Linked DNA regions of Sus scrofa: all the other regions are linked to region 4. The links are chromatin contacts, called in public Hi-C and promoter capture Hi-C maps. All regions are on one chromosome and are shown on one strand. The core of a region is the stretch at or near the end of the contact, and the rest is flanking DNA. Distances in the headings are between cores, read along the strand shown. Region 1 holds the start of BCL10 (B-cell CLL/lymphoma 10). Region 2 has its middle 25 kb from the start of BCL10. Region 3 overlaps DDAH1 (N(G),N(G)-dimethylarginine dimethylaminohydrolase 1). Region 4 holds the start of CYR61 (protein CYR61).

Evidence for each region. Promoter capture Hi-C pulls out the DNA fragments that hold promoters and counts their contacts. A called contact is a pair of places that touch in the nucleus more often than the background predicts.
Region 1: a promoter capture Hi-C map of fetal skeletal muscle shows a contact between it and region 4, with 6 times the contacts expected there. The contact joins the promoter of BCL10 here to the promoter of CYR61 in region 4. A contact is called at or near these places in 2 of 5 promoter capture datasets (fetal skeletal muscle and liver), 10 of 47 Hi-C or Micro-C datasets (embryonic fibroblasts, epiblast stem cells, fibroblasts and 5 more) and 1 of 2 datasets of contacts at active chromatin or transcription factors (skeletal muscle).
Region 2: a contact with region 4 is called in a Hi-C map of heart right ventricle, with 6 times the contacts expected there. The contact joins the enhancer-like site here to the promoter of CYR61 in region 4. A contact is called at or near these places in 14 of 47 Hi-C or Micro-C datasets (brain, embryonic fibroblasts, fetal heart ventricle and 9 more) and 1 of 2 datasets of contacts at active chromatin or transcription factors (skeletal muscle).
Region 3: a contact with region 4 is called in a Hi-C map of liver, with 5 times the contacts expected there. The contact joins the enhancer-like site here to the promoter of CYR61 in region 4. A contact is called at or near these places in 5 of 47 Hi-C or Micro-C datasets (embryonic fibroblasts, liver and skeletal muscle) and 1 of 2 datasets of contacts at active chromatin or transcription factors (skeletal muscle).

The regions. Positions count from the first base shown.
Region 1 is chr4:130,644,138-130,646,837 of Sscrofa11.1, forward strand. BCL10 (B-cell CLL/lymphoma 10) reads left to right here and starts at 1,290. Exons shown (of 3, transcript NM_001103213.2): 1 at 1,290-1,361. The coding sequence starts at 1,305.
Region 2 is chr4:130,619,120-130,621,819 of Sscrofa11.1, forward strand. No RefSeq gene overlaps it. Among named protein-coding and RNA genes, the nearest start is that of BCL10, 25 kb to the right of the region's middle. Within about 2 kb of position 1,407, at least 3 of the 83 cell types and tissues checked have an H3K27ac peak or open chromatin away from gene starts, as enhancers often do.
Region 3 is chr4:130,573,620-130,576,319 of Sscrofa11.1, forward strand. The region is part of intron 1 of DDAH1 (N(G),N(G)-dimethylarginine dimethylaminohydrolase 1); the gene reads left to right. Among named protein-coding and RNA genes, the nearest start is that of BCL10, 70 kb to the right of the region's middle. Within about 2 kb of position 1,297, at least 2 of the 83 cell types and tissues checked have an H3K27ac peak or open chromatin away from gene starts, as enhancers often do. A contact at or near this core is called in liver, where this site is marked.
Region 4 is chr4:130,393,905-130,396,604 of Sscrofa11.1, forward strand. CYR61 (protein CYR61) reads right to left here and starts at 1,275. Exons shown (of 5, transcript XM_001927740.5): 1 at 1,031-1,275; 2 at 547-760; 3 at 1-186. The coding sequence starts at 1,093. It also overlaps a transcript of ZNHIT6 not described here.

The DNA.
Region 1 (2,700 bases), core at 40-2,539, 250 kb after region 4:
GAATATGGACAAACACACATGATGTAATGTTAAAAGTAAGATCCCTGCCCTGTGATGGAAAAATACATTGATGCGGCCTTGACAACATTGTTGTTTTCTGGTTCTTGTTTTCCCTTCCTTTAAAGGATTCTGGATCCTCAAATTTGTCTTCCGCCCCCTGGTCCGCATTTTTATCTACCCTCTAGCTTCCAAATACCATATACTTTCTTTCTAGTTTATTTACCATGTTGTCCAAACAATCGTCTTGGGCCCTGAGCCCTTTCCGGACTTATCACCCTCGTTACTTTGGATGCACCGTTCTGAGAATCGTATCTGTTCATCAGTCTCCCCCAGAAAGATGGGAGAACTCTTACGGGACTGGGTGTCTAGAATATAGTAGGAAGGACTCAATAAATGTTTGAGCAAGAGCTGAGCACGGACTGTGGGCCCAGACCTCTAAGAACCTCACATCTGTCACGTCATTGAATTGTCACCTGTGAGAGGTAGAAGAGACACATCTTCATCCCTCAGATGAAGAAATAAGGAAATACGTTTATCATAAACAGTGACCAGAAAGTATGCAGAGGTTAAATGAGGTGTTAAAGTGATGGCATTGTAGGCGGTTTTTCTCTTTCAGAAATTCCTTCAATATGAACTGCAGTTAGGCTGTATATGAGTCTCGTGTGCGCGCGCGCGAGCGTCTGTGTGTGACCAAACCATTGTAAAACTTGCGTGGGCAAACAGCAACAGGAAATCGGTGGGCAGGGGCTGGGAGAAGGGGAGGAACACAGCAGCACCGACCAGCAGAGCTCCAGCTGCATCAGAGCCGCCCGCGCGGGCGGCGACCGCCCACAGACCGAGCCGCGCCGGCCCCGCCCACGGAAACGATCCTCTCGGGAGGCCTCCCCCCGCCCCATGCAAACGACCTGGAGGCCGTGGGCGGGGCCACCCTGGAAGGGCTCCGGCCGGGGGCGGGACCAGGCCGGCCGCGGGCTGGCTCCGATTGGCTCTCGGAGAGACGGGACGGGCTCTCCGAGGGCCGGCCTCCCAGAGGGGCGGTCCTGCGCCCCGGCCTCCGCGAGCGCGCAGGAGCCGAGCCCGGAGCTCGGCGTCTAGACGCGTAGGTCTGCGCCGCCGTCGGCCCGGAGGCAGAGCCGGAAGCGCTTGTTTGACCCTCGGTCCCCCTGTTTTCGAGGAGGTAGCCGTCCCCCCACCCTCTCCGCCTCCCCTCCCCACCCCTCCTCGGGAGGCCGAAGCCCCCAGCCTGGGCGGGGCGGCGCAGCCCGAGCGCGGACCCGGAAGGAGCGCCGTCCCCCGCCTCCGCCATGGAGCCCGCCGCGCCGTCCCTGACCGAGGAGGACCTGACCGAAGTGAAGAAGGACGTGAGTAGCACGGCCGGGCCCGGGCGGGCGGGCGGGGCGGGCTGCGTGCCTGCGGGCGACGGGAGCGGAAACCCGGCGGCCCGGCCCGGCCCGGCCCGCAGCTGGGGAGCAGCGCGCGGTGGGAGAAGCGGCAGGTCCGGGCGCCGCGGGAGCCGAGCCGGCATCGCGGGGACCTGGTGGAAGCGGTCCGACCCCTGGTGACCTGTGAACTCGCGTGTTAAATCAATCAAAGCGGGGCTTGGGTTTCTGGAACCTTGTTGGGTGGAGCGCTCCTTCACAGCCTCCGGCCCACTCCCCACCCATCCTCTGGCGCTTCCAGGGGTGGAGCTACGTTGTCGGAAGTCGGCGACTCAAGCTCGTCCTTGAGTCTGAGCCTTGGCTGCTGGCTCTCTCAGCCTGGAGCAAAAGCTGGACCAGGTAAAGCATCCCAAGCAGTGGAGCAAATATGTGAAACTTTGGCAGCGGGGGTTGAGGGAAGCTCAGCAGCTGAAAGCACGAGTCGGAATTCCCCTAGAAAGCAAACGCCCACGTATTTAAATCGGAGGGGCGAGGGGGAGGGGACGGGGGCCGGGGCCCGAAGGCCGAGAATTTATTTACAGGTGAACGCTGGAAACATTCGGTAGCTGCGTTATGCTCCGCTGCTTGGATGCTGCAGAAATGTACAAATCTTAATATTTATTCACCAAGAGTGACTTGTTTCTCTTACCCTTTGCTCTTAGTTGTTTGTTTTGCTTTGTGAGACTTGTATGAGTACCATTAAAATACTTTGTATTAATTCACATTTTAAAAATCAACATGAACTGTGTTCTCGCTTAGCGCCGCAGTGCTGTACAAAACCACCTTTGTGAAGTGGACAGGAAGCAGCTTTTTAAATGTTCCTGTGCTTCCTTTTCCCTCACCTGTGAGGTTTATCACACTGTACCCATAATGCAGAGTCGGTGTGACTCATTAGCAGAAGGACTCTGGTTAAGAGTAGGGCTTGTGCCTTAATTTCCTCCTTCAGCAGATAATTCTGGGGCGCTCACTAGATGGAAAGCACTGTTCCTCGGCCTGGAAAGATACCCAAAAATGACAGGTCCCTGCTTCCCATTCCCGTCAGAACTCGGATGTTGGTAACTACTAAAGAATGAGTGTTGTGCTGTTCAGGATTTGTGCCAGTAAAAGCATGAACTTCAGGAGGCAGGTGCTGCATCGCACGGTTTACAGTGTTCTAGCGTCATCTGTACACCAGCCTCTGAGGGGGATCGCTGTCTTTTCCATTTTACAGTTGACAAAACAGGTAGTGAGAGGTTGCAAGTGGGAGGTTCCAAAACCCGCACACAAACACAGATGTGAAGGG
Region 2 (2,700 bases), core at 157-2,656, 230 kb after region 4:
AAAGATGCGGGTCAACAATAGTTCGAGACAAGGGAGCCCGTGTTTGACAAGGGCCCACCTCTGCCAGGCTCCCCGGTGGGCAGCGCCTGCCTTTCAAGAGCTGCCGGTCTGGGAGGGAGAGGGAAGAAAGGCCGCACAAGGGCACAGATGCCCGTGACCCAGTGGAATGGAAGGCAGGAACCAGAACGCTGCCGTGGCGGTTCCCGAGTGGGGGTTCACCTGGGCTTGGAAGGTCAGCTCTGGCTTCAATAAGCAGGGTGGGGGCCTGGGGCACAGCACGAGCAAAGGCGTACAGGTGGGAGGCACGGTGTGTGCTGTCGAAGCACCTACTGTGTGCCTGTTGACCCAACTGGGCCCTGGGGCAGGATGGCGATTGTCCCTGTTCTCCTGGAATTTACATCCCAACAGGAAGACAGACCTTAAACAAGTCACAGCACGTGTGAGCCACACACGTTGTGAAAGAGAAGGGGATTCTCAGAGCAGGTGGCTTTTTTTGGCTGAAACATGAGACAGATGCAAGGGGCCAGGGAGACAGTGTAGGGTGGGTGTCGAGAGCCTCGGGTGTTGGGACAGAACTTGGCGTCTGTGTGTCCCCTGAAGACTGTGGGTCAGGGAGTCACACTGATGGAGCTTGATACGGCTGCACTGAAAAGGATGAGCAGGAGCTGACCCTGGCGTTTTTCCTAAACTTCTTCTCCCCAGATTTAGTCTGTCCTGTAAACAGCTCTTCTCATCACCAAATGGGCCCCGAGAGCTGGGCAGTGATCCTTTCTCCATTTCCTCTCCTGAAAAACAGATACATGACAGCGTTTCCTCCCAACTCCAAAGGGACATTTTCAATGCGAATGAGATAAAAGGACGGAGGCGTTCTTTGGAAGAAAGGCACCATGTAAATATCATCATCATCATCATTATCCTCATCAGCTCCCATCACAGCAAGTCTGGAGCCCATCAAAATGGCATCTTCTATTCGAAACATCAATCACCTACTCCAGAAATAACTCCAGATTGTCATCGTTGATGCCTGTAAGCTGGCCTGACAGCTTCCGTGGAGAAGTCACAGGTTTCCCTGGTCCCTGGAAAGGCTGCTCCAAAGACACACTTGCCTTAGGGAGCTGTTGGCAGATCAGACTGCTTCTCACCTCCCTCCCAAACCCTCATTCCTAACTCGGGGAAAGCTGGACCACTTATAGCACAAGATAACGGGGGTTATCAGCTTTTAGGGGAACATTTAAGTGCCAAATATGCCACTGTCACTATAAATAAATGAAGGATTCAAACCAGTTTGCCCCCTAACCACCTGGTATATTTTATATTTTATATTTATAGCCTGGGCTGGCTTGTGACATGAATGCCTAAGAGCAGTGATGGGCCCCTAGGTCTTGGGATGCCCCTTGACTTATAAATAGAAAGTTTAATCATTTGGTTATGAAGGCAAAGAAAGAGCTTGGGTGAACGAACACAGCCCTAGGAAGGTTGTTTGCTTTTCCCTAGGCTTCAATTTTTTAAATAATTTGTTCCTGCTCAGGGACAGGGAGACTTATTGACTAGATGGGGCTTTGGGACAGAACTCAGAGGACGATTGCTCACAGTTAAACTAGGAAACCTCATGCTACGAGTGAAATTTCCCATCACCCCATCAGGTTCACGACTGCATATTTCACACTGATGTAGGACAAGTTCAAGGACAAACAAGTTCTGATTCCAAGCAGCAGTCGAGCTACGTAGAAATGTTGGGTCTTCTGCCTCTAGAAAGAGCTCATGGAATAAACAGATTCATGGCCGTGGATCCAAGAGAGGCTTAGAATTCCAGGGTAGGATATGAACAAGCATCCATTCTGCTTATATGGGAACCAGAGGAGTGGATGAGGCTCCTGAGAGGTAACTCGGGGACAGCCCTGGGCTTGCTTTTGTCCTGGACCTAATAACCACCGAGGGAGACAGATGGAACCCATCACCATGGCTAGGGGGTAACAAGGAGTCTGAAGGAAAACAGAATTCACCCTTGCTTGGAGCAAATGGAAAGATTTTCATGGAGATCCCGTTGTGAAAACAAATCCGACTAGGAACCATGAGGTTGCAGGATCAATCCCTGGCCTCCCTCAGTGGGTTAAGGATCCGGCGTTCCATGAGCTGTGGTGTAGGTCCCAGACGCGGCTCGGATCCCATGTTGCTATGGCTGTGGTGTAGGCCAGCGGCCACAGCTCTGATTAGACCCCTAGGCTGGGAACCCCCATATGCCGCGGGTGCAGCCCTGAAAAGATAAAAAGACAAAAAAAAAAAAAAAGATTTTCATGAAGGTCTGTTTCAAAGGTCTGATGTTCAGGCTACAAACAAGGGGGGTGATGGGTGAAATCCCCAGAAACCAGCTGCCAGCAGCACTTCTGGGCCCAAGAGGACCAGGCCAGGAAATGGCGCTGCTGGGTCTGGGTCAGAGAACCAAGGGCCACACGGCTCCAGCCAGAGACCAGGATCCAGAGCCTCTTTCTTCTCACTGTCTGACTTGATGGTGCCCCCTTGGCGGGACGCAACTGCTGGACGGCTGGTGAGGAGACGGGGGAGGTTCTGTGCAGGGGCCAGCTTCTTGGCACGGAGCTGGCACAGGTGGGCGGAGAAAGGAGCCCAAGGGCTGGAAGACGACCCACACAACGCCACTGGGAAAACGAGCTCTCGGGCCCCCCAAGAGCAGCCTGGACGGGC
Region 3 (2,700 bases), core at 47-2,546, 180 kb after region 4:
TCGGTTTGCTCAGCTGCGCAGCAGAAATGATGTTGGCACTTGTCTGTTGGATTCCGAAGGTTAAGGTCGACTCTGAGCTCTGGGTGGGGTTCTGGCACGCAGGAAGACTCCGTGGACGTTTGCCGTTGTCGTTACTAACTGAATTCCTCTGAAGAGCTTTTCCCTGGAATCAGAATGCAAAGAGAATTTCAGTATGTGTCCATTTAGGAATTTTTTAGTCTGAGTCACTTAGTATGTTAGGCCTCTCTTTGATCTTTTTCTCAGGCGGTTTTGATCAGATTGGTATTTCATTGGCGCCTGTGGGAAAGAGGGATAAACCCGTGAGCAGACCTTAGGCACGTTGACATCGCGCGGCGGCCCCAGTGGGCACTCCGGCAAGGTGCGCACTCCCTGCTCGGCTTCCTGGAGGGCTTCTTTCACCACCCCTTTCCTCCTAGGGTCCCCATGTTCGGAAAGGTCACCGTCTCTGCCGTGAATAGATGATGGAATCCAGCATCTCCCAGGGTCACGTAACCCGCAGGGGACGTAAGTGTGCGGAGCGGGAGAGAGCGTTCCCGAGCTCCCGCTCTGACGTGGGCTGTGCTGCAGATGGTCCCGCAGCAGAATCAGAGTCTCGCAGTGCCAGGAGGAGGAACGTGACCCGGGTGTGGGCTCAGGAGGCTCGGTGCAGCCATCAGCCGCCTTCCTTAGCCTTTTTAACCAAGGTCGCCGCTGTGGCGGCGACCGTAGCTCTGATTCAACCCCTAGCCTGGAAACCTCCATGTGCTGCAGGTGCAGCCCTCAATGTAAAGTGGTACAGCAGCGTGTGTCCTCCCTGCCTTGGGGTTATCCTGAGCATTGCGACGAAACTCCACTTCACTGTGACTGCATATTCAGCATGTCTGCCCTACTAGACGGTTCGCTTCCCAGGGACAGGGACTCTGGTTTTGTAGGGTTTTTTGGGTTTTTTTAATCTTCGCAGCTTGGTTTTTAAAAAAATGTTGAGGCGTTCCTGTTGTGGCTCAGAAGCTAATGAACCTGATGATAAGGACTCGGGTTCAATCCCTGGCCTTGCTCTATGGGTTAAGGATCTGGCATTGCTGTGAGCTGTGGTATAGGTCACAGATGTGACTCGGATCCAGCACTGCTGTGGCGGTGAGCATAGCTCTCATTCAACCCCTAGCCTGGGAACCTCCATGTGCTGCAGGTGCAGCCCTAAAAAGACCAAAAAAACTACAAAAACAATTGGCATCCACTAAATGTTTATTGAACTAAAATATTGATCAAATGAGAAAACATGTGAGAAAGCATGACATGGACATTGAGTATTGTTACAACATCAGCCAGACGGGCTGGTCCCAGTGGCCACAGTGACCGAAGGTGTGCTGGACCACAAAGAACATTAAGGGCATAAACGAAGGAACGTTCTGTGTGACCAGGGATGCCACAGGGCAGTCTTGGTACAGGTTCCAAGCCAGCTGCATCTTGAGCTCGAGACAGCACACCAGCTTCGTGAGAGGCTTCCTCAGCACAATCTACATGTCACACTAACATTAATCAGCAAGACAAAGTCAGCGACAAGGTGAGAAAATGAAACCATCTCACCAGCCACGAAGCCACGTGGCTGCGGTCCAGGGCGATAGAGCTGGACCAGAGTATGGGTGGGGCGAGGGGATAGTTTCAAAGCTCTCCAATATGATGAGTTAAAACGGACTCGAGACCTGTGCATGGATGGGCCTTGAAAACATACTCCTCAGAGCGTTGGAAGCGCCCGGCCGAAAGCAGAACTGAGGGTGACCGAGCCGTGTCAGCTGCAGACAGGCCAGTGCCCGGGGCCCTGTTCGCCATGAGTACATCAGGCAGCGGTGGAGCAGAAGCAGCCGAAGGAAAGGGGCCTGGCGAGCAGAGGGCAGGTTCTGCACGGAGCACAGACCTGGCCATCAGACCTCGCGGCCCGGTCGCAGCCTCCAAGGGAAGAGCTGAAGCGTTCCACGTGGTCGTTGTGGAAAACAGGCACCAAAGTCAACTTTGGACAAGGCCAACTGGCAAGTACTGGCATCTAAACAACGAATATTTAACTAACCGCGGTATATTGCAAATGACTATGGAATGTAACTTGCCAATACCAATGTATAGGGGTTTTTTTTTTAACCTGTTTTGGTATTTTGTGTTTGGGGGAAATTTTTCAAGAAAAAAAGAAGTGGGATCACAAGATGTTTTATTTTATACCAAAAATGGTATGTTTTATAGTTTATTTTTTGAAAGGTAGCCAGAATCCAAAGCACTGCATTAATTTAGGGCAAAAATAAGGATACCAGCGACTACTGGTTTTGAGCACAATGTGCCAGGTGCTGAACGGGGCACTGCCTGTGTGGTTGGTCTCCTTGCCATTCACGTAACCCCACTAGGGAGAGAGCACCGGCCCATTGGCAAGTCAGGAAACCGGCTCAGAGACATTAACTCGTGTGCTGCTGAGAAGTGTTGAAGCTGGTTTTCAAATCCCCAGTTCTTCCCATTCTCGGGAAGCAGAGGGAATTCTTCAGACTGAGCCCTTCAGAGGGACCGCGTCTTTGATAACTCATCATCCTGTGTCATTTCGGGCTGATGCTCTTCCGAGGCCTGGGGGACATCTCTCTGCACAGGCCCACTTCCCACCTTACGAATTGCCCCTGAGGGCGCCTTAAAGCAGAGATCACACGTGAAGTCGGGGCAGAGCCCGAT
Region 4 (2,700 bases), core at 25-2,524:
CGGTGACTTTGACCAGCCGGGGGTTGGGGCAGCCCAGGTCTGGGAGGGAGAGCTCCTGCGGGCACAGCGGAACGCAGCCCACGGCGCCGTCGATGCATGTGCACTGGTGTTTACAGTTGGGCTGGAAACTCTCCCCATTCTGGTAGATTCTGGAGTTATATTCGCAGGGTCTGCCCTCTGACTGAGCTGCAAAGAACACCAAAAAAAAGAGAAAAGAAAAAAAAGAAGAGGATAAAGTTAGGATTCCGAACGACGGCCTGAAACGCACACATATTTTCTGCTGTTCAACTCAGTTTATGGTAAAGTTTCCTCCAATTCCCCGGAGACTCCAGACCAGAACAATAAGTTAGTCAGGAATCACTTTTCCGTATGCGCTTTCCGCTGGGCCCAGACACACTGAATCGCATTCCAGACTGCTGAAATCATGTGCCTTTCTGCCAAGCTACCAACAACAAAGCATCACCATACATGGTCGCAGAATTACTAAACTTCTGGACTACAGGGACTATTCCTTCTTTTAAAGGGGCCAAACCAAAAGCATCTTACCTCTGCAGATCCCCTTCTGAGCGGTGGGGCTGGCGCCGAAGTTGCATTCCAGCCCCTTGGTGTGGTCGCAGGGCTGCGTCTTGCTGCAGTCCTCGTTGAGCTGCTTGGCGCAGACCTTGCAGCAGCCGCAGCCGTCCCCGACCAGGCCGACTCCGGGGGCGCACTTGGGCGCCTCCAGGGGGCAGTGGCAGGCGGCGGGGCAGGTGGAGAGCGCCTGCAGGGGGGAGCGGACACGCGTGAGGCTCGGCGCGGCGCGGCGGGAACCCCCAGGCGCCGGGTGGGGGGGGCCTGAGCCGGGCCAGCCCGGCCACCCCGGGCGGCGGCGTCCCCCCGGAGGCCCCGGCACGTCTCCAGCGCGGGCTTAAAGAAAGCGCTCCCCCCAAGCGTCCCCGCACTTCCGAGCCTAGCCCCGTCGGCCGCGGGCCCTCTGGGCCAAGGGGGAGGGGCCGGGAGCGGACAGGGACGCGGTGGCCGCGGAACTCACCAGCCTGGCCAAGTGGAGCAGGGTGACGGCGAGGGCGAGCGTCCTGGCGGTGCGGGAGCTCATCGCGGCGCGCAGGAGGGTCGGGGCGAGCGCGGAGGCCGAGACGGCGACACACGGGTGCGCGGCGGACGGGCTGCGGGCGTCTCGAGCTCGAGGTGCTTCCCGAGGAGGAGCGCGGGGCGCGGGAGCTGCTCGGGGGCGCTCTGCTCGCGGTCTGCCCCGGCGCCCAGGGGCCGCCTTTTATACGGGCCGGCCGCGGCGCCGCGTGTTGCAGTGACGTCGGCCCCGTCTGCGCGTTCCAGAATTCTCAAACATCTCAGGAATGCTGGTTGGCGCGGGCTCCTGCCAAGCGCCTCCCCTGGCTCCCTGGCTTTTTTTTTTTTTTTGGTCCTGGACTCGTCAAGAAAACAATCTTCCGTTTTTTCCACTTTTAATAACGACTTCTATTGGGGAGGGTGGTGGAAGGGCGGGGGGGGGGGGGCGAGTTGAGAACTTTGCCTGGACCTGGAGGGTGGGAGGCCCTGGAGGGAGGAACAAAGTCGTTTTGTTTGGGGATGCCGAGCTGAGCCGCAGCCCCGGAGCCCCCGCCCGGGAGGCAGCGAGCTGTTTGCTTGTTTACAGCGAAGGTGAGAGTCAAGTTATCTACGGAGAGAGGCGAACCGGGAGGGCAGCGTCTGGGAGCCAGGGATCTATTTGAGGACGTCGTAGAGGCGTGCTCGGATCGAGTCCCAAAGTCTTGGCATGGTGTTTATTAGCCAGGCTAAGTGTATCGCAAATTAATACCCGCAGTGGCATTTATGAATGAGAAGGGGGGAAAAATCAACTTCCCCGCCGTCTGGCAGATTCCCAGGCAGAGGTCTTCCCCCTCCCTCCCCCCTCCCCCCCCGAACGTCGTACTTGTTTGTTTTTGGAGGTTCCCACTGTAGTTCCAGCCCACTGGCTGGCTTGGAAGTCCGAGAGGAAACGGACGCAGGGAGATCTCCGGGAGGCTGACCTAAGGCTTCCTCGCGGATGCGGGAGGCCGGGTAAGCCCTCCAGCCTCCCTCGGGGGCGGGAAGCGACGCTCACTGAGCAGCCAGCCCGAGGCGGAGGGGACCCCCGCGGAGAGAGCGTCACCCGTAGAGAGGGCAAGGCCAATCCCGATTCCAGCCGCATTGCGCCCAGCGGTTCTCTGGAAAAGGCAGACTCCTCAACACTGAAAGTTTTGCGGGGTTTGCAACTCCTTTCCTTGGGCCCACTGAGAAGCCTCTCATTTCAAGCGAAGTGCAATGCTTTGCTCTCTCCAGAGAAACGAGAGAGGGCAAGGATATATTATTCTGTAGTAGAAAAAGCCGGCGGATTTTAAGGCCCTAGTCTTCCTGCGACCCGCCCAGGGGAAGACCCCCCACGAAGCGATTCACTTTAACAGCAGACGCCCCGCTCGTGTGATTGATTAATTTCCCTCAGTTTCCCAACCTATTTTCTTGTGTCATTTTCATAAAACACACACAGTAATCATGCCGGCCTCCCTGTTATACTGCTCCAGACCTCCTTGTCCTTTTTAATGCTCCCGCTGTCCAGTCTAAATGACTGCCCAGCAGTCTTGCATAAGAAGGCCTTCACCCGGCTTTTCTGTGAAGGACTCCTAAACACCAGGAGAAGCTATTGCAATGAAAACAGTCTCCAGTGAG